3 separate regions of the Mus musculus genome follow, and regions 1 and 2 are each linked to region 3. The links are chromatin contacts, called in public Micro-C and promoter capture Hi-C maps. All regions are on one chromosome and are shown on one strand. The core of a region is the stretch at or near the end of the contact, and the rest is flanking DNA. Distances in the headings are between cores, read along the strand shown. Region 1 holds the start of Mos (Moloney sarcoma oncogene). Region 2 holds the start of Plag1 (pleiomorphic adenoma gene 1). Region 3 holds the start of Ubxn2b (UBX domain protein 2B).

Region 1 (4,599 bases), core at 584-3,083, 2.3 Mb after region 3:
CAAACTCCAATGTTTTAACTTTATAATGATATGGCATCCTTATGCACTCAACAGACCTCTCTGCTCAGATTGCCCCTCTGTAGCACTGTCATTCGGGTTAATAACCATCTCTGACATTTGCTAGGTAAAGCATTTAACATATGCATTTCCACTCATCAGTGCTTACAGCCTATGATGGGGTTACCAGGGTGTAAACCGTCTGCAGTTTTAAATACCCACAAAAGGAAACACATAGAAAGCAGTGGGTACACCATTAAAAGCCTTGAGTAGATGGCTGGTGAGTGGAATGAGCTCAGATTTGTGCATACACAGTGACTCATACTTTCACCAATACTTTGCATTTTGGATAAATACTAGACAACTTTAGAAGTGAATTATTTATGAGGTTGTCTTAAAATTAAAAATTACAAAGTAATAAATCACATTGTAATGTATTTTGTGTGATACCCAGAGGTTTAAGGCAACCTATTACTCTTATGCTCCTGAAGTCCACAATTCACAGTCCTGAACTATAATCTTATCTTTGTGATTGCTGAGCAAATTTGCAGTATAATTTCAGTGCTTTTAAATTTTGTCCTGCTTACTATTTTCCTTTTTTATTTGGGTTTGATATGCGTGCACAGAATGGGGCTTCTATTAAAATATTCCATGGCTTACATTTTTAATATTTTGTTCTCTTAATATGTTCAAAGCTACTCAACTTTTATTCCCGAAAAATGTTTACTTTAATTATTCTAATTTCTTACATAAAGCATTGAGGTGCTAACAATTATATACTATGTACAAGATGGCAGACTAAATCATATCATACCATCAAGTAGAAACCTGGAGTTTGGTGAACTTTGAGTTGTTTATATGTCTCTCCTTTATTGTCTTCTCAAAACCTGTGATTCTGAAGTCAAAGGGACACAGCTGTCACATGAAAAGTGATCACTTATCACCTGTATGCATAAAACACCTTACCAAGCAGCTAAGAGGAATAACTCCTAGCCACTTTGAGAAACGTTTTTGAATAAACAGAGCAAGGCTCTTCCCCATTCTCCCAGAGATATAGCATAAAACTGAGCGCATTTTTATAAAACAAAAAAGGAGGAATGTGTGGTTTGATGGCCAGACCCTGAATTTGTGTTCAGCATCTGCTTTTCCATATTATAGATGGGTACCAGTGATTCTGAGCCATGTCTATTTCTCCTGACTTTTCCTCTGTTTTCCCACGCTTGCTGATATTTACAGCCGTGGTCATCACAATCACCTTTGTTCCTTTCTTCCTTCCTCCAACTCTGCATTAAATTCCAGGAACTTGCTTTCTGTGAAGTCTAGAATCTGTCTTGAAGCAAACTCACACTCATGGGGTGGCTTAACTTGCCTTGGAAAGGGATATTGGGAGGTCACTGTGTTGTTATGTTACAGAGTCTTAACTTGCTGTTTAAATCAAATACAGTGTCAGAATGCTCCCTTCTGATGAACGTAAAAGGTATGTGATCTGACTTCTATAAGTGATTGTATTTGGATCAAAGACATTAAAGTTACAGATGTTAATTCTTACAAAGGTTGCATCTAATAACCCTGGCAAGTAGTTCAACAAATGTCTGCTGTTTGTATTGCAACTCTTGCAGCCAATAGCTGCTGGGAGTGATTTAATGCAGCTGGAGACTAGCACTAACAATCATTATAGCCTGAAAAGTGTGCACCAAGTTCACTGTACTTTTTTTTTCTCTTCAGTCGAAGGACTGATTAATGATCATCAGAATGTACTTGATTTTTTTTTTCTTCCATTGTATTGTGATTGAAGAATTAGTTGGAAGGTGACGTGAACTTTTGGGCAGGCCAGTACTGTTTAACGGGGGAAGAAGTTGCTAAGGATTCACTTTAGCTGTGAGCAATCGTTTCATCTGAGACTGCCAGGCTTCATCTGCACCCCCAACCCCACCTGACTTATTTTTTAAAAAAGAAACACCTTGTGGAGTAGTGATAGCACAGATGTGGCTGGTTTTGAGAATCAAGGAAGAAGGGAAAGGAACTGGGATGAAGGCAGCAATCTTCAGCCATGCTCCCAAACTTCCCTGGCTGTTCCTACTCATTTCTCCCTAGTGTCTCATGTGACTGTCCCATCTGAGGGTGTAATGCCTTCGCCTCTAAGCCTGTGTCGCTACCTCCCTCGTGAGCTGTCGCCATCGGTGGACTCGCGGTCCTGCAGCATTCCTTTGGTGGCCCCGAGGAAGGCAGGGAAGCTCTTCCTGGGGACCACTCCTCCTCGGGCTCCCGGACTGCCACGCCGGCTGGCCTGGTTCTCCATAGACTGGGAACAGGTATGTCTGATGCATAGGCTGGGCTCTGGAGGGTTTGGCTCGGTGTATAAAGCCACTTACCACGGTGTTCCTGTGGCCATCAAGCAAGTAAACAAGTGCACCAAGGACCTACGTGCATCCCAGCGGAGTTTCTGGGCTGAACTGAACATTGCAAGACTACGCCACGACAACATAGTTCGGGTTGTGGCTGCCAGCACGCGCACGCCCGAAGACTCCAACAGCCTAGGTACCATAATCATGGAGTTTGGGGGCAACGTGACTCTACACCAAGTCATCTACGGTGCCACCCGCTCACCGGAGCCTCTCAGCTGCAGAGAACAACTGAGTTTGGGGAAGTGCCTCAAGTATTCCCTAGATGTTGTTAACGGCCTGCTTTTTCTCCACTCACAAAGCATTTTGCACTTGGACCTGAAGCCAGCGAACATTTTGATCAGTGAGCAAGACGTTTGTAAGATCAGTGACTTCGGCTGCTCCCAGAAGCTGCAGGATCTGCGGTGCCGGCAGGCGTCCCCTCACCACATAGGGGGCACGTACACGCACCAAGCTCCGGAGATCCTGAAAGGAGAGATTGCCACGCCCAAAGCTGACATCTACTCTTTTGGAATCACCCTGTGGCAGATGACCACCAGGGAGGTGCCTTACTCCGGCGAACCTCAGTACGTGCAGTATGCAGTGGTTGCCTACAATCTGCGCCCCTCACTGGCAGGGGCGGTGTTCACCGCCTCCCTGACTGGAAAGACACTGCAGAACATCATCCAGAGCTGCTGGGAGGCCCGCGCCCTGCAGAGGCCGGGTGCAGAACTGCTCCAAAGGGACCTCAAGGCTTTCCGAGGGGCACTAGGCTGACTCCATCGAGCCGATGTAGAGATAAGCTTTTTGTCTCTGTTTATTTTTTTAAAGAAGTAAGGATGGTGTGGAAGAAAACATACCACTAGGGCATATTTTTAGGAAATAAAGTTACCACGAACTTCAGCCTGAAGTGCTTTTCCTAAGCATAACGGGGCCACAGATCTCATGGGCATCGCTGCTGGTAAACTAAGCCGTTTTGGGGTTCCTGGCCCTACTGTATCATTTCTGTAGTAAGGTTTGTTCCTGGATGAAAAAAAGAATGGGGGTGATGGTGGGAGGAGAGGACATCCCTGCTCCTAGGTATGAAGAACAAAGTTTATCGTGAATAAAAGGGAGACATAGGACATGGACCTGACTCTGAGCCATGTGAGAAGAGGTAGGAGGGGAAGGGAGAAGGAAGAGAGGAGAATCAGGTGTAGCAGCCCAAAAGAGGAGAAGTAACTAAATGGATTATACAGGGAAGGACAGCTGGGGAAGAAGGGCATGCCAGCCAGGACCACCCTGTACTGATAGGGATTGAGGGATGCAGGGAGAACCTGGCACCAGGTCCACTTTGTTGTGTTAAATAGGCACTTCAGCCATTTGTCCTGGGGTTGAAAACTTAGTTACTGGTAAAGAACATTTTTCCAAAAACGAATGGTACTATAGAATGCCACATTTCCCCCTGTAAATTTTCATGTTTCAAATCTCCCCTAACACATACCTAAACTCAAGCTGCAGTTTCCCTGAAACAAAACAACAAAACCAATGCTTTTTAAAGGAACAGTTGTTAACCAGCAGTGATGGAGCATACCTTTAATCCCAGCACATAGGAGGCAGAGGCAGTTGGATCTCTGATCTCTGAATTTAAGGCCAACCTGGTCTACAAATGAGTTCCAAGACTACAGGCTACTACTGTATAGCCAGGGCTACACAGAGAATCCTTGTCTAGAAAAAGCAGAACAAACAAAAATGAAAAGGGTTGCTTTCCTTTCCAGTCCATAAAGAAAGGCCATTTGTAATCACTTCCACATAAATTTTACAAATTGAATTGTTTTCAAGCAACAAAATTCTAAATGACTTGTAATAGCTTACATTTGAACGTTGTCATGAGCAGGAAAGTTGCAAAAACACTTCTACACTGGGTTTCTTTTGCTTCAGATTTGAGCCCAAAAGCAGATGGCAAAAATAAAGTTGTGTGGTGGGGGCAAATAGCAACCCAATGAAGAGGGAGGGCTGAGTTGGAAAGAAAAGACCAGTGAGATGGGATTGCTTTTTCTAGAAGTCACAACACTGGGTGCTGTGGAACTTGTCACTGGGACAACTGTGGCTTTCTCTGAGTGAGAAGAGTACATCGGTGTCCACGTGTAGAGAGGCCAGGCAAGTGCAATGGCTAGGACAGTTGGTGGCACATGCTTGCGCTAGAGGCTATGTGTATTGCAGAAAGGAGCAGAATCCTGGA
Region 2 (4,026 bases), core at 1,157-3,656, 2.3 Mb after region 3:
CAACTGCTCTTCAAATCCCAGTTCAAATGAAACTGTACAATTCTCTTGCAGGGGAAGAGGTTAAAAAAAAAAAAAAAAAAAAAAAAAACACAAGTCACAATTATTTGAGAAAGGGCTTCATTTATCTCAATATATCGATAAGGTATTGATGAGCCACCCACCATCTTTGAAAAAACGTCCTCTACTTAGCTTAAGGGGCTGATCTGGCTTACACACCCAAATGCTACTCTAGTTTAATCACTTTTCTACCGAAAAATCAAAGCAGATGCCAGAGAAATAAGGCAGTATGAAGTACACAACTCTACTGAATTAAAAAACAGAACAAAACAAACATGCATGGGCCTTTTCAGAGAAGTCCAACGTTTTGTATGAAATGTCACCAAAAACAATGTTAAACAAAATAATGTATATTCCAGAAAAGTAATTCAAGCCCATAAACTCTTAAGAAGTGAACATATTCTGAATCAATGGCCATCCAGTCCAACTTCTTCCATTCTGGTAAAGATCGGGATGTCTAAGCTAAAGGAGCCCAACTTTTCCCGGAGATAGAATCTGATTACTCTGAGTCCTTTAACTTTCAGTAATCACCAAATAATCATTTATGCCATGAACTTCATTGAAAATACCCAGCCAGTAGAAGCGTCTTGACAGGAAGGGCACTCAGTACAAAGTCCAACTATCTCTAGAAGCCTTTCCTCTTCGGAAGATAGTTTACAAGACTGCCTCTTCCTGAGAGAATACCAGAACTAAGAAAATCTACAGTCTTCTCTTCATGTCTCCCACAGAGCTCCGCTTGATCGTTCATGCATATAATAATCTCGACAATCTGATACGAACACAATTCACACTGCGTCCTGATCATGAGATTCTGTTGTTTCATTATCATCAGCCAGAAATTCTTTTAAAAAGTATCCACACAAAACAGGCATCAAATTTGCTGCTTCAGGCTATTCCCGTTTTACTGCTTTTTATTCTGGATACTAAATGCACTATAAACATGGTTTTCCTAATGTCACCTCCTTCGTATGAATTCCTGTGTTAACAGAAAAGGAAGAGGAAATGTCAATTTACATGGAGGAGTGTGGCTGAAGGACAAGATGGAGTGCCCTGCTAAAGAGGCCTTATCTGTTTACTTTTTGAAGGTGCAGGAGTGAACAACTGTTACAACACTGTACTACTTCCAAGATGACATTCAGAAAGAAAACCAGCCTGAGGGAAGACTGCAAACCTACAGCACATCTGAGAAATAGTGCTAAAATCTACTCTAAAGGGCAAACTGCTTACCAAAAAAGTTCCTGATTTCCCACTCTTCGCAGCTTTGATCCGCAGTGGGGGAAGGGCACGTTACTGAACAAGTCCAGGCCCCCCAGGCTTCTCAGAGTCTGGTCTGTGAGTGTTAAATCCGGAAACAGAAATACAGCACACCATAAACCTGGGTACAGAGTACCAGGGACAAAATGTCAAAGTACACATCACAGGGATCTGAGAGGTCGGAGACGAATCTCCAAGAATGTAACTCCCGGACCGCACCGCCTTCCGAGGTGCCGCGCCGCAGAATCGGACGGTGGAGGGCGGGCACAGGTAAACACCACAAAAGGGGCTGGGAAGGAAGGGGGCGGCGTAGAGCGGGGACCTGGGGAGGGCAAGGAGGGGAGTGACACAATCCGGGGTGCCCAGACCTGCATGGGGTCACCTTCCGCTGCCCCGGCCGGACGAATCGCGTGGCGTGAGTAGCGGCAGGAGCATGCCGCGCCGCGGAGGGTTTGGCGCCACGAACTAGGGTCTGCCCTCGGCGCAGTGCTGTCCCGGGCCTGCTGTCCAGGGAGGGAGGGGCCGGAGACCACTCACCACAGGCCACCACTCAGCCAGCACCCGGGCCGGCTGCAGTTCCAAACACGTCAGTGGCTCACGCAGCAGGACCTTAAGTAGCGCGCACCCCAACGTGCTGCCCCCGCGCCCCCCGTTCCAGCTTGTCCAATCCACGCACGCCGCTGCCAGATTGACAGGCGCGCGGAACTCTGTGAGGTTGGGGCGGGCTCAGTTCGCTCCGCCCCCGGGCAGCGGGAGGAGGGCTCAAGCAGGAGGAGCGGGTGGGACGGCGTGAGACCCCGCCTTCTCCCCGCCCCACCGCGCCCCCCGCCCTTCAGCATCGCTCTTACCACTTCGGCCTGATGGGCAGCCACGTCAACCAATGAGCTCATCTGGACCCGGCGGCGGCCGCTCGGACTGGCCAGGCCCTGGGCGGAGCGTGAGGAGGGCGGGCACCTCGGCGGGCGGGGGCCAGGGCGGGCCGGCGGGCGGGCGCGGGGCGGGGGCGGGGGCGGCGGCCGAGCGGGCGGGGGGGGGGGTGGGGGGGGGTAGGAGGCGGCGGTGGGCGCGACGTCGGCGGCTGCGGCGGCGGCGGCGGCGGCGGCGGCAGCTGCAAGTTGAGCTGCAGGGGCAGCGCATACACTACAATGGCTGCTGGAAAGAGGCGTAAGGAAACAATTTCCAGGCCCGCCGCGTCCAGCCCGAAATATGAGAAAAAAATTATTAGAAATTCCGCGGGCGGTGTAAAGGCGGCGGACGGGCCGGAGGGAGGATGTTAAAGCTCCGCGGTGAGTTCTCCGGGGGTCCGGGGCGGCGGGGAGGCGTTTAGCGGGAGGAATATCAGGGTTATTTAAATTATGGGACTAGCCGAGGGGGCAGAGGAGCCGCGGCGGCGGCAGGAGGAGGAAAAGTTTGTGCTACTCCCAGCCCCTGCTCAGGACCCCAGAGAGAAAAATAATAATAAAAAATCAAATAAAATCGTGCGGCGGGGCTGCAAGGACTCCCGAGGTCGCTGCTGACAGGGCAGGGGGCGACGCGACTGGGGACCCGAAGGTGAGGTCGGTGGGAAAAAAAAAACCCTTTTATTCAGGGTCTGGAAAGTTTGAAAAGTTTTCCTCCTCCTCCTCCTCCTCCTCTCTGGTGCTGTGAATATTGTGACAGCGGCAGCGGCAGCAGAGAGAGCGGAAGACATTAGAGACCCGAAAAATAAGGGAAAAATTAATATAAATTCGGTTTTGAGAGGAAACTCTCCGCGTTTTCCACCAAAACATCCCGGGGGAAGGTCGCTTCCCAGAGGGCCTGGCGGAGACCCGCGGTCGGCAATATTTGGGGGGTACTGGGAGTGACTTGGGGTAACTTTGCCCCCTTTTCCGAAGAGGTTTTTCTTTTCTGGAGAAATGCATTTGTTTTTGCCCTCCTGCCCAGGTGGGAGAGCCGAGTCGGGGTGCGGGGTCCGCGGGGCGCCGGACCCAGCCGGGTGGCGACGGGGGCGTAGGGGGAGGGGGTGCTAAATGAAAGCAGGAGATCGGGACGGAGCAGGGACAGCTTGTTGTCAGTATCATAAACAACCAAAATGGAGGGAGAACTCAGGCATATAACCAAATAAAAATTGTTAAAAAATCGCAAAAAATCCCTAAAAATCCGGGATGCGCCCCCCTTTCTCGCCAAAGGTAAAAGTGTGAACCGCCTTTCCCCTGAAGTCCATTTGGACTTTGCAGGGACCAAGGAGTTAATATTTATTTATTTTTTAAAACTTTCGAAGGGCAAAAGCCTTTTATAACTCCACCGACAATGAGAAAACGTGAAAATCCAATGCAAGAGAAGCAGGGGGAGGGAGGGGGAGGTGGTAGTGCAGAAACTACTAAACTTATTGGTAATGTGGACTGATCTGAGATAAGATAAACACTATATTTGCTATTTTATAACTCCCTTTTAATGATCTGTGAGGAGGTTGCTTTTTGGGGTAGGAAAAAAAGTGATGCCATTTTCTTAATAGAGTTAATATGTGTGATTGGAAGAATAAACCTTTCCGGCTTTAGATTGCATTTTCGTCGCATTTATGCCTCGGGTTTTGTTAGTGGCTCCCTCCTTTCTTTAAGCTGGGCTCTCCAGAGGAGGGGTGGAAAGGTGCTGTTGCCCAGAGAGACTGGAGGGCAAGACTGGCGAACCTTCTGGGGAGGGGTGGGGAGTTGTTTGGTTTCTCCCTTCCTGGCTCGT
Region 3 (4,290 bases), core at 114-2,613:
GCCTTCATAAGGCTGTAGGCAAGTCTTTGGAGCATTTTCTTAATTAGTGATGGATGGTGGAGGGCCACACACACTATGGGTGGTGCCAAACCGGGGCTGTGAGCCCAGGGTCCTATAAGAAAGCAGGCTGAAGAAACCTTGGGGAGCAAACCAGTACGTAGCACCCTTCATAGCCTCTGCATCGGCTCCTGCCTCCATGTTCCTGCTCTGACGTCCTGTCTGATAAGGAACTGTGAGTGGAAGCATGAGTCTTTCCTCCCCAAGCTGCTTTGGTCATGGTGTTTCATCACAGTGACAATTACTCTAAGATAACGAGCTAACTGGCTCCGGGGTCACCGGAACCAACCAGTGCTCAATTAATACCATTAGAATTCTGCATTGGCTTGGTCTGTAAAGCTGCTTTACAAGCCTGTTTCAAATCTGAGACCTTTCACAAAATTTGATAGCACACAACAGTATCCACTACTACTTCTGGATTTGATGTCCTATTTGTATCCACATTTCCCAGAGCTTCAGCACAAAGTTAGAATGGCAAACGGTCAGTACGTCTGGTTACAGAATGAAGACCTGCTATAAAAATGCTCTGTCAAGGTTTGCGAATCCAGGCTCATTTATTCTGAACTATAACCCCTAATATATGTTTAATCGTTTGAGTTTTATCAATGATTTCATGAGGAGATAGAAAAAAAAGGCTAAAATGGACAAGCAGTATTAGCATCGGACAAGTGTTTAGCTAATGCCAGCATCCTAACATTGCTGAGTTTTATTTCTGTTAAGCTGTTTTGTGAACTCTTTCAAGCGAGCTGTGACCAAAGCCTGAACTGTTTTAAGCTCTCCCCTGCAAAACCGCAGGCTTTTGGAGAAGAAAGTGCTTTTAATGTATAAATCATCAAACGTGAAAAAGCATCCAGGAGAACAAACCAGCACGCGTCATTTTTAAAGTTACTTTTTTAGTGATGGCTGATTTATCACTGGCCACAGCAACTCCCCAAATGCAGGCAGCATCAGCTGGGAGGCACCCAGATGGCTCGGCAAAATGACATTTGCTTTGTGCATCCAGCGTGAAGGGAACCCCTGTACCGCCGCCTGAGGCTAGGGCACAGGATTCCACACGCACCCCTCCGCAATGCGCCTCCAGGAGAGACCCTCCAGTTCTCCGGAGACAGGCTCAGGTGAGGTACAAAGTGGCTCTGGCCCGCGCCCGCCATGCCCACGCCCTCTCGCCCGCCGCCGCCGCGCTCCATGCCTGCGCACCTGTAAGTCCCGCGCACTTGGGGGCCGTGGCCTGGAGGACCCACGCTCCTGCTCCTCCGGCTCCGCACGGCCACCCTCCGCCATCTTTCACCCGCTTGCGGCGCCTGCCCCGGACCGCGACTTCCGGGGTTGGTTGCTTAGCGACTGTGGAAGGGGCGGAGCCACTCCGTGACTCCCACTGCCTTGGAGAGGGGGCGGAGCCGTGCCGGGTTCGTGGTGTTCCTCCGGGCTCCTTTTCCCCCCACCAGCCGGTGCGCACTCGCTGTAGGGTTCCGGTCCGCAGGGCTCGCCAGTTTTTCAGTTTTTGAGATCTCTCTATAGTCACCATTCGACTCGCTGGGAGATGCTGTAGGTTGCCTTTAGAGCGCAGCGTTGTCTTCCAAGTTCATTTAACTCAACAATGCAATATCTTAGCAGATGAACAACTCCACCTTTCATTTCCCCTTATCTGTCATTTTCCCTTATCCAGGATTGGATGGTAAATTAGTCCTTCTGAGTGGATCCGTATTGAGGATAGGAAACACGGTAAAGCTTTTGGCAATGAGAATGGAGACTCTTAAGCCATCTTCTTTTCTGCTGGGATTGACTTAACTCTCATCTTAAGTCCCAGACACTTACACCTCCAAGAATTGCCTCCCAAGAAAAAAAAAAGAAGCCTTTATGAAATTTATAAGCTAGGAAGGGAAAGAAAGATATAAGCAGGTAACAGAGTACACTTTACTTTGCAAAGAGTATTTATTACTCGCGGACTGTATGTGAATGGAGAATACTCTCTTGGTGCCTGTTGTGTGTACCATGCTAGGTGGGAGCCTACAGCCTGCTGCCTTGGCTGTTCTTTGAGTTTCGAGCACTTAAAAAAAATAAACAAAAACAAAAACTTATGAGGTAGAGAAGATGAAACTGAGAGGTCTGCAACAGACCTTTTAGAATTAAATCCACATCTTAGCTACTTTTCTTGGTTGCCCCTGGTATGTAGATACAGCCACACAGGCTTTCAGGTTTCCCACGAAGACGCTAATCACATGATTGTTTTAAAAAAAATAAAATGTGTGTCCTTTTCTCCTGAAAATTTATTTAGTTCAGTTTTATTTTCAGCTTGAGACTCAGAAGGCAAAGGATAATGGTCCCTCTCCCCAGTTCAGTTAACTCAACAGTGCTCCACTCATATTGCTGAGTATGTAATGATGTACTTGAGCGAGGCAAATGATAATTAAACTAGAAACTAGCAGTACAAGTTACCAAACCTTGCATTGCTGTCTTGATACACATTCTGCCTTAAAAATTCCCATCATGTTTTTGACAAGAAATGACCTTTTAATGTTGGGCCTTGAAGGAGAAGAACTTTTCACAGTTGTTGGGCCAGGAAAGACCACAAGTAAAAAGTCACAGATAAGTTCTAAGACAGATAATGGAAACATCTTACACATGTCAGCAAAATACTACCTGGTTGTTTAGAAATGATTTTTTTTTTTAGAAGCGATTATGAGGTGGTCAGAAAGAGCCTTAGACTAGAGTTTTGGGCTAAGTTAGATTCTGATGTGTAAGCAGCCAGGCTTATTTACTGGGCCAAGGTCACCAGATGTGGCCTTGAGTAATGAAAATCAGTCCAACTGGAGAGACCACAGCAAGACTGAGACTGTGACAATTCTTTTCAATTTTTTTATTAGATATTTTCTTCATTTATATTTCAAATGCTATCCCGAAAGTCCCTTATACCCTCCCCCCACCCTGCTCCCCTACCCACCCACTCCCACTTTTTGGCCCTGCCATCCCCCTGTACTGGGGCATATAAAGTTTGCAAGACCAAGGGGCCTTCCTAGGCCATCTTCTGCTACTAGAAGAAGATGCAGCTAGAGACACAAGCTCTGGGGGTACTGGTTAGTTCATATTGTTGTTCCACCTATAGGGTTGCAGACCCCTTCAGCTCCTTGGGTACTTTCTCTAGCTCCTGCATTGGGGCCCCTGTGTTCCATCCAATAGATGACTATGAGCATCCACTTCTGTATTTGCTAGGCACTGGTATAGTCACCAGAGACAGCTATATCAGGGTCCTTTCATCAAAATCTTGCTGGCATATGCAATAGTATCTGCGTTTGGTGGCTGATTATGGAATGGATTCCCCTGGTGGGGCAGAATCCCATTTTTCAATAGGGTTATTTGATTTTCTGGAGTCCATTTTCTTGAGTTCTTTATATATATTGGATATTAGACCCTTATCTGATTTAGGGTTGGTAAAGATCCTTTCCCAATCTGTTGGTAGCCTTTTTGTCTTACTGACAGTGTCTTTTGCCTTACAGAAGCTTTGCAATTTTATGAGGTCCCATTTGTCAATTCTTGATCTTAAAGCACAAGCCATTGCTCTTCTGTTCAGGAATTTTTCCCCTGTGCCCATATTGTGGAGGCTTTTCCCTACTTTCTCCTCTATAAGTTTCAGTGTCTCTGGTTTTATGTGGAGTTCCTTGATCCACTTAGACTTGACCTTAGTACAAGGAGATAAGAATGGATCAATTCGCATTCTTCTACATGATAACTACCAGTTGTGCCAGCACCACTTGTTGAAAATGTTGTCTTTTTTATCACTGGATGATTTTAGCTCCCTTGTCAAAGATCAAGTGACCATAGGTGTGTGGGTTCATTTCTGGGTCTTCAATTCTATTCCATTGATCTACCTGTCTGTCGTTGTACCAGTACTATATAGGGTTTGTTTGTTTGTTTGTTTGTTTCCACAATTGCTCTGTAGTACAGCTTTAGGTCAGGCATGGTGATTCCACCAGCAGTTCTTTTATCATTGAGAAAAGTTATTGCTATCCTAGGTTTTTTGTTATTCCAGGTGAATTTGCAAATTGCCCTTTCTAATTCATTCAAGAATTGAGTTGGAATTTTGATGGGGTTGAATCTGTAGATGGCTTTTGGCAAGATAGCCATTTTTACTATATTGATCCTGCCAATCCATGAGCATGGGAGATCTTTCCATCTTCTGAGATCTTCTTTGATTTCTTTCTTCAGAGACTTGAAGTTTTTATCATACAGACCTTT

What was found. Promoter capture Hi-C pulls out the DNA fragments that hold promoters and counts their contacts. A called contact is a pair of places that touch in the nucleus more often than the background predicts.
Region 1: a promoter capture Hi-C map of frontonasal cranial neural crest shows a contact between it and region 3. The contact joins the promoter of Mos here to the promoter of Ubxn2b in region 3. A contact is called at or near these places in 3 of 39 promoter capture datasets (frontonasal cranial neural crest, hippocampal neurons and liver) and 1 of 115 datasets of contacts at active chromatin or transcription factors (astrocytes).
Region 2: a contact with region 3 is called in a Micro-C map of embryonic stem cells, with 6 times the contacts expected there. The contact joins the promoter of Plag1 here to the promoter of Ubxn2b in region 3. A contact is called at or near these places in 11 of 39 promoter capture datasets (the 3T3-L1 cell line, the C10 cell line, cranial neural crest and 6 more), 2 of 484 Hi-C or Micro-C datasets (embryonic stem cells and pre-megakaryocyte-erythroid progenitors), 4 of 115 datasets of contacts at active chromatin or transcription factors (astrocytes, embryonic forebrain, pro-B cells and 1 more) and 2 of 9 other capture datasets (adipose tissue and liver).

What each region holds. Positions count from the first base shown.
Region 1 is chr4:3,869,339-3,873,937 of GRCm38.p6, reverse strand. It overlaps Mos (Moloney sarcoma oncogene), which reads left to right and starts at 1,833. Exons shown (of 1, transcript NM_020021.3): 1 at 1,833-3,280. The coding sequence starts at 2,124. The coding sequence ends at 3,155.
Region 2 is chr4:3,936,785-3,940,810 of GRCm38.p6, reverse strand. It overlaps Plag1 (pleiomorphic adenoma gene 1), which reads left to right and starts at 2,406. Exons shown (of 6, transcript NM_019969.3): 1 at 2,406-2,597. Chchd7 (coiled-coil-helix-coiled-coil-helix domain containing 7) reads right to left here and starts at 1,923. Exons shown (of 5, transcript NM_181391.4): 1 at 1,680-1,923; 2 at 1,285-1,432.
Region 3 is chr4:6,188,178-6,192,467 of GRCm38.p6, reverse strand. It overlaps Ubxn2b (UBX domain protein 2B), which reads right to left and starts at 1,363. Exons shown (of 8, transcript NM_026534.2): 1 at 1,255-1,363. The coding sequence starts at 1,338.